Linked DNA regions of Oryctolagus cuniculus: region 2 is linked to region 1. A link is a contact called in public Micro-C data. All regions are on one chromosome and are shown on one strand. The core of a region is the stretch at or near the end of the contact, and the rest is flanking DNA. Distances in the headings are between cores, read along the strand shown. Region 1 overlaps LOC138846477 (a long non-coding RNA gene). Region 2 holds the start of LOC100352832 (zinc finger protein 30 homolog).

Region 1 (2,947 bases), core at 184-2,683:
GCACCTGGGCCATCCTCCACTGCACTCCCTGGCCATAGCAGAGAGCTGGCCTGGAAGAGGGGCAACCGGGACAGAATCCGGCGCCCCGACCGGGACTAGAACCCGGTGTGCCGGCGCCGCAAGGTGGAGGATTAGCCTATTGAGGCACGGCGCCGGCAAAGGAAGACCTTTCTCTCTCTCTCTCTCACTGTCCACTCTGCCTGTCAAAAAAAAAAAAAAAAAAAAATCAAATCAATTGCCTTCTTCAATGCTAGCAACAATTGGAAATTAAAGCTAAGTGCAGGGGCCTGCATTTTGGAGCAGTGGGTTAAGCTGCGACTTGTAATGTCGGCATGCCATCATCCCATATCTGAGTGCTAGTTGGAGTACCAGCTGCTCCGCTTCCAATCCAGTTCTCTGCTAATATGCCTGAGAAAGCAGTGGAAAATGACCCAAGTACTTGGGTCCCTGCCACCAGCATGGGAGACCCGGATGGAGCTTCTATCACTGGCTTTGGCATGACCCAGCTTTGGCCCACTGGGGCCTCCAGGGAGTGAACCAGCGATGGAAGATCTTTCTCTTTCTGTCACTCTCTCAAATAAATAAATCTTAAAAAAATTAAAAACATAAAAGCAAAACAATCTACAATAGCATGAACTATATGAAATAATGTATAGACTGACCAAAAATGTGCAATATCTGTATACTGTATACTGAAAACTACAAAAAAAACTGAGAGCAATTGAAGAAAATCTAAATAGAGATTTGTACTTCATACTCATGGCTCAGAAGACACAACGTTATCAAGAAATCAGTGTCCTCCAGCACTGTGGCACAGCAGGTTAAGCCTCCGCCTGCAGCGCCAGCTTCCCATATGGATGCCAGTTCTGCTTCATGTCCCACCCAGCTCCCTGCTAATGGCTTGGGAAAGCTGTGGAGAGCAGCTCAAGTGGTCGGCCCCGGCATCAAGGTGGGAGATTGGGAAGAAGCTCCTGGCTTCTTTGTGGCCATTTGGGGAGTGAACCAGCTAATGGAAGACCTCTTTCTCTCTCTCTGTAACTCTGCCTTTCAAATAAATAAAATCTTTTAAAAATAATCAATTGCCACCCTCATTCAGGTGGTGATCTCTCGCGTGCTCTTCCTCACACACAATCACAAGTATCTCATTCCCCACCCTCATAACGGGAATATCTCTAGGTCCCCTACAGCCACCAGCCTGCCAATGTCCAAGAAGTCAAGGCTGTGTCTCCGCCCTCCACACTTCTTAGAACCGGTGGTCAGAGCCACCCCCACGAAAAGCACAAATGCACCTTCATACGTTGGAGCACTTTGAACAAGAGGGAGAACTCCCACGTGTCCAGGCGGCGCCTGGGCAAGCATTGGGTCAGTCAGGCAGGGCGCTGAGAGGATTCGGGACAACTTCCTTCCCGCCAGTTCCGCCAGGCTTCTGGGCTCCAGCTTGAACTACATTTCCCAGAAGGCCCTGCTGCTCGAATCAACGCCCAGCGTGAGCGGCTGTGCTCGAGGGGACTTGCTTTTCACACGGTTAGGCTTAGCTGTCTCCGGTATGACCTCGCAGGAAACCCTTCAGGTCGGGCCAGACGAGAAGATTTTCTTCTCAGGTGTGTGGCGAACAGAAACTCTACGACCCGGAGGCTCCTGACGTTCTACTCTTCCAAGCGCCGGGCGACATTTCCCAGGAGCCTTCGCGGCTGGCTGGCTCCGTGTAGAAACAAAGCGGTTTCTTGGCAGTGGACGGGATCGTGCAGCATCTCAAGGCCCCTGTGCTGAGTTTTGGGTGGCGGAGGGCTGCTGGAGGTGTGGCGTCCCAGAACAAGGGCACCTTCGGTGTCAGCCTGTGCTAGTGGGAGCGACTGAATAGAGTTGGTGGCAGGTGGTATACACCCGCGGGTTTGAAATGTATACAACCTGAGCGTCTGTTTTCAACTGGCGGAGTTCATCTGTTCACACTCCCTGTACACCTGCTGCAGCACCAGCCTCATTGCTGAGACAGCTGGTCACCCCGAGAGGCTTCCGCCCTATTCTTTCAGTATCTAGTCTACATCTTTGCTACAGCAGGAGCCTGTTGTTACCGGAGGAAAGGCCGTGGAAGCCATGGGGTTCTTGTCTTCACGCAAGAAAGAATTCGGGCGTGAGACAGAGAGCAGAGTGCATCCGTCAGGACAGAAGGGACAGGGAGCGCCCAGTCGCTCGGACTGGGGGAGAGCGGGGTTACATGCTTGAATGGAGAGAATACACCGGCGGCCCAGCAGAGAAGCAGAGGGCTGAGCTCCCAGTCCATTTGGACTCCCTAGGTTTTTAAGGGAGTCTGTTTATCCACCTCCCCCTCTCCTTCAGGACAAAGGATGGGGAGTCCTGGCAGAAGGGTTTGTTGGGTGAAAATTAGCAAATTCCTGACGCCTGGGCAGAGCAGGGGGGCTTCCCTCAGGTCTGTGAGGGTTTTATTGCCCCATGTTATCAGGTAACCCCTTTGGTCTAGAGGAGAGAAAATTCTGGGAGCTTTCCTTGGGGGAAAGGCGGGACCGCCTGCGAGGTTAGCAGGGTCTGGGCAGGACTTTGAAGTGCAAGATGCTGGGCTTCTGGGGCTTCCACAGTAGGTGCTGGTCTTCAGGCCTGTCTCATACACACATAGGCTCAATTTCTGACTTCCTACCTAACACTGTGACCCCCCAAACCTCCAACCTCAGTGGACTTGGGCTGAGTCCTCTGCTATCCCCAGCATAGGGACTTCCCAACTGGGAGATTGACTCCTTAGCAGCCAGAGAGCCTTTATACTTCTTTTCCAAATAGTACCACTAGACTAGCAACCAGCTACATACCTGGGATAGCCCCCTCTGAAACAGCTGTCTAGTGGGGAGGGGAGGATTGTTAATGTACACGTCTTCCTTCTCCACCACTGATTTATATAATTACAAGGCACACACCAAAGGGTTAAGAGATGTTCCAG
Region 2 (2,947 bases), core at 147-2,646, 41 kb after region 1:
GAGGAGGACTATAAAGGAGGAGAGAGACGGCATGCACGAGGAACATCTAAGGGAACACCTGTGCAGCCCCCGAGAAGAGCCGGCCGGCGGTGTGCCGCTCCCCTGCGGAAGTGGGGAATGTGGCCAGGGGGAACCGCCCTTCCACGGAGGTGGAAGGGACAGTAGCCAACCTGGGAAGAACCAGCAGCAAACCCGGGGAGGGCCGAGCAGACGAAAGAACAGCGCAGGGTTTAGTGTCGTTCCTCCACGAAGAGGGGGAGCGACATAATGGTGCCGTGACTCGGATATGAAGCCTAGGCAGGGTTTAGTGTCGTTCCTCCACGAAGAGGGGGAGCGACAGTTATTATAAGAAAGTGTTCAGCAGGTTAATTCTCTGCCTGTGGTGCCAGCATCCCTTATGGGCACCGGTTCCAGTCCTGGCTGCTCCTCTTCCAATCCAGCTCTCTGCTGTGGCCTGGAAAAGCAGCAGATGGCCCAGGTGCTAGGGCCCCTGCACCCGCATGGGAGATCAGGAAGAAGCCCCTGGCTCCTGGCTTCGGATTGGCATAGAGGCCCTTAAGATCATTTGGGGAGTGAACCAGTGGATGGTATACCTCTCTGTCTCTCCCTCTATGTGTAACTCTACCACTCAAATAAATAAAAGTGTTCAGTGCTTTCTGAAGTCTACCACTGAGATATCACTTTTTCATATTACCTTTAAACTAAAGAAAGTTTACTTAAATCCACTGTCCTGGAGTGAATTTTGTGACTTTAACTTTAAAAAGTTTAAATTAACATTTTCTCATTCTTCATAGTCCAATACATTTTTAAGCCAGAATTAAATATTCACAGACTGTGATGGTAGATTTTATTAATAAACTCTCCCCCATTGATATCAGAACTAGTCCCCTAAAATATTACATCCGAATATGGTCCCTAAGAGTCCCCCAAAAGTCCCATCTGGGGTGCCATATGATATCACAGTGTGCTTATTAATAAATTCCCAATATGAATAAGCCAGTGTGGGTTCTTGCCTAATATTCAGAGAATTCTGAATACTGGGGTAGATAAATGAGGCAGCATGATTCATTTTTAAGCTTTTATTCAGTGAGAGAAGTGCATAGGAGACTGAGAGCTTTACCTATAGGAGAGAGGTAAATCTGGGTTTATACTGAGTACCAGGAACCAGCCAGTGGAGGAGCATCTAGGCCAGGAAGCGTGGGGCGGGTGGCCTGAAAAAGCCAAGGAAAGGAGAGGGCGGGCATACTGTGTCCTTGGCTAATCCACTTGCAAAGGGGCGTGGTTAATCAACCTGATTGGCCGGTGGGTGTACAGGTGCGGCCAGGTAAGGGCGTGCAGTCACACAGGGGCGTGGTCCTCCAGCTCACAAACCTAATCCATTTTATTCTATATGCCGGCCTACCACACAACATCACCCAAGAACTCCCTCTCACCTGCCTGGGCCGGTGCGAGCCGGCAGGCCCCGGGTCGGGTTGAAAGGCGGCGGGTTGGCGCCGGTCCCCGCGCGCCTGCGCACACCGGACAGGAGTCATTTTTCAGAGCTGGGGTCTCGGCGCCTGGGGGTCGGGGCGCCGAGCCAAGAATCAAAAGAAAGGCGAATTATACAGCTTTCTGATCTCGGACTCCGGTTGCTAAGGGAGACCCGGTTATCCTCACCAGTGTTACCAAACAGGTCCCCTCGCAGGGCTGTGGCACCCGACACCGGCCCCTCCCCGCCCCCCGGGACCCCGCCCCGCTGGCCCCTCGGAGCCCACAGTGGCCGCGGGCGCCTGCGCAGTCGCCACCGAGCCCGGCCTTCTCCGGAGTCCTGGCGCGGCTGACTGGACCGCCGGGCCGCCCTCGGAATCTGGTGAGCGCCGAGCACCGTGGTCCAGGCTGCGCTGTGGCCGGCGCTTTTCGGGGGGACGGAGCGCGGGGCCGGCCAGGCTCTGAGGGACAGACCCCCGGGGCGGGGGGCGGGAGAAGGGTGCTGTGCATTTTCTGGTCGTGGAGCCGTGCGCTCCGGAGGCCGGGAGCCTGGTGCGGCGGTAACCACGGTGCGGGACCGGCTTTGTGGGTGCGGCCTAGCGTGGACTGCGAGACCTTTAAGGTCCCTCGCCGCTGCCACCGGCTGTAGAGAAAGACTGGAGAGGGAAACCAGAGGTAGCGCCCCACTATGAGAGTCCCCTGCAGGAAGCCAGGACTTCGACTGGGGGCTGGACAGTTGGTGTCCTCGCAGAGAGCCGCGAACCCAGACCTCAGTGTCGGCGGCTCCTCTCGCGTCTGACTCCAGCTTCCATTCGTGCACGCCAGGTGGGAGGAGCTGGGGCCGGGGCAGCGTGGGCGGTGGGCTCTGACCGGCCCCGGAAAAGCCTGGGGTGTCTGCTGCCCCGGCTCTGCCCGCCGCCGGAGAGGGAAGCCCCTTCGGGTGACAGGAGCCGCTGCTGCTCCTCCACAAGCCGGGTTCCGCGTGGGTTGGCGGCGTTTCTTTGTTTCCGTGGCGTGCACTTGATTGGGTTTCCTCCGCTCGACAAGTCCAGTTTAAGAATGATTTATTGGTTTGCACTTTAGGGTTTCCCTACCTAGTTGATGTTCTGAGGCGTCACGAATAGGTTTCTGTTCATAGTGTCCACTTCATGTGGTCGTGCAGTTAACTATGTGCCGTGTTGAGCTGCGCCGTGAGCCCTGGCCTTCTAGGGAGATACCGCGGCTGTAGGTTAACGATCACCTTTTGTTTTTGTTAGAGTGTTTAGGGCTTGGATATCTTTAACGATACCAGAGTAGGAGTGGAGACTTTTCTTTTTTTTTTTTTTTTTTTTTTCCGAGGAATTAATGGGTGGAACTTTTTGGAACCGGCCAGGCATGGTTGAGATTGGGTATCCTGAGTTTCTTTTGGCTGTCTCTTCGGGTAGACTGAGAGAGGTGTAGTGTAGTGGTGAAGGTGTGCAGCCGGCATTAAGAGGGTCTC

Evidence for each region. Hi-C and Micro-C count contacts between places; a contact is called where the count stands out from the background.
Region 2: a Micro-C map of ear pinna shows a contact between it and region 1, with 4 times the contacts expected there. The contact joins the promoter of LOC100352832 here to the enhancer-like site in region 1. A contact is called at or near these places in 2 of 6 Hi-C or Micro-C datasets (ear pinna and skin fibroblasts).

Annotation. Positions count from the first base shown.
Region 1 is chr18:16,846,433-16,849,379 of mOryCun1.1, forward strand. LOC138846477 (a long non-coding RNA gene) reads right to left here. Exons shown (of 3, transcript XR_011383993.1): 1 at 1,290-2,947. Among named protein-coding and RNA genes, the nearest start is that of ZNF540, 120 kb to the right of the region's middle. Within about 2 kb of position 1,434, at least 6 of the 8 cell types and tissues checked have an H3K27ac peak or open chromatin away from gene starts, as enhancers often do. A contact at or near this core is called in ear pinna, where this site is marked.
Region 2 is chr18:16,887,763-16,890,709 of mOryCun1.1, forward strand. It overlaps LOC100352832 (zinc finger protein 30 homolog), which reads left to right and starts at 1,397. Exons shown (of 6, transcript XM_008257225.4): 1 at 1,397-1,849.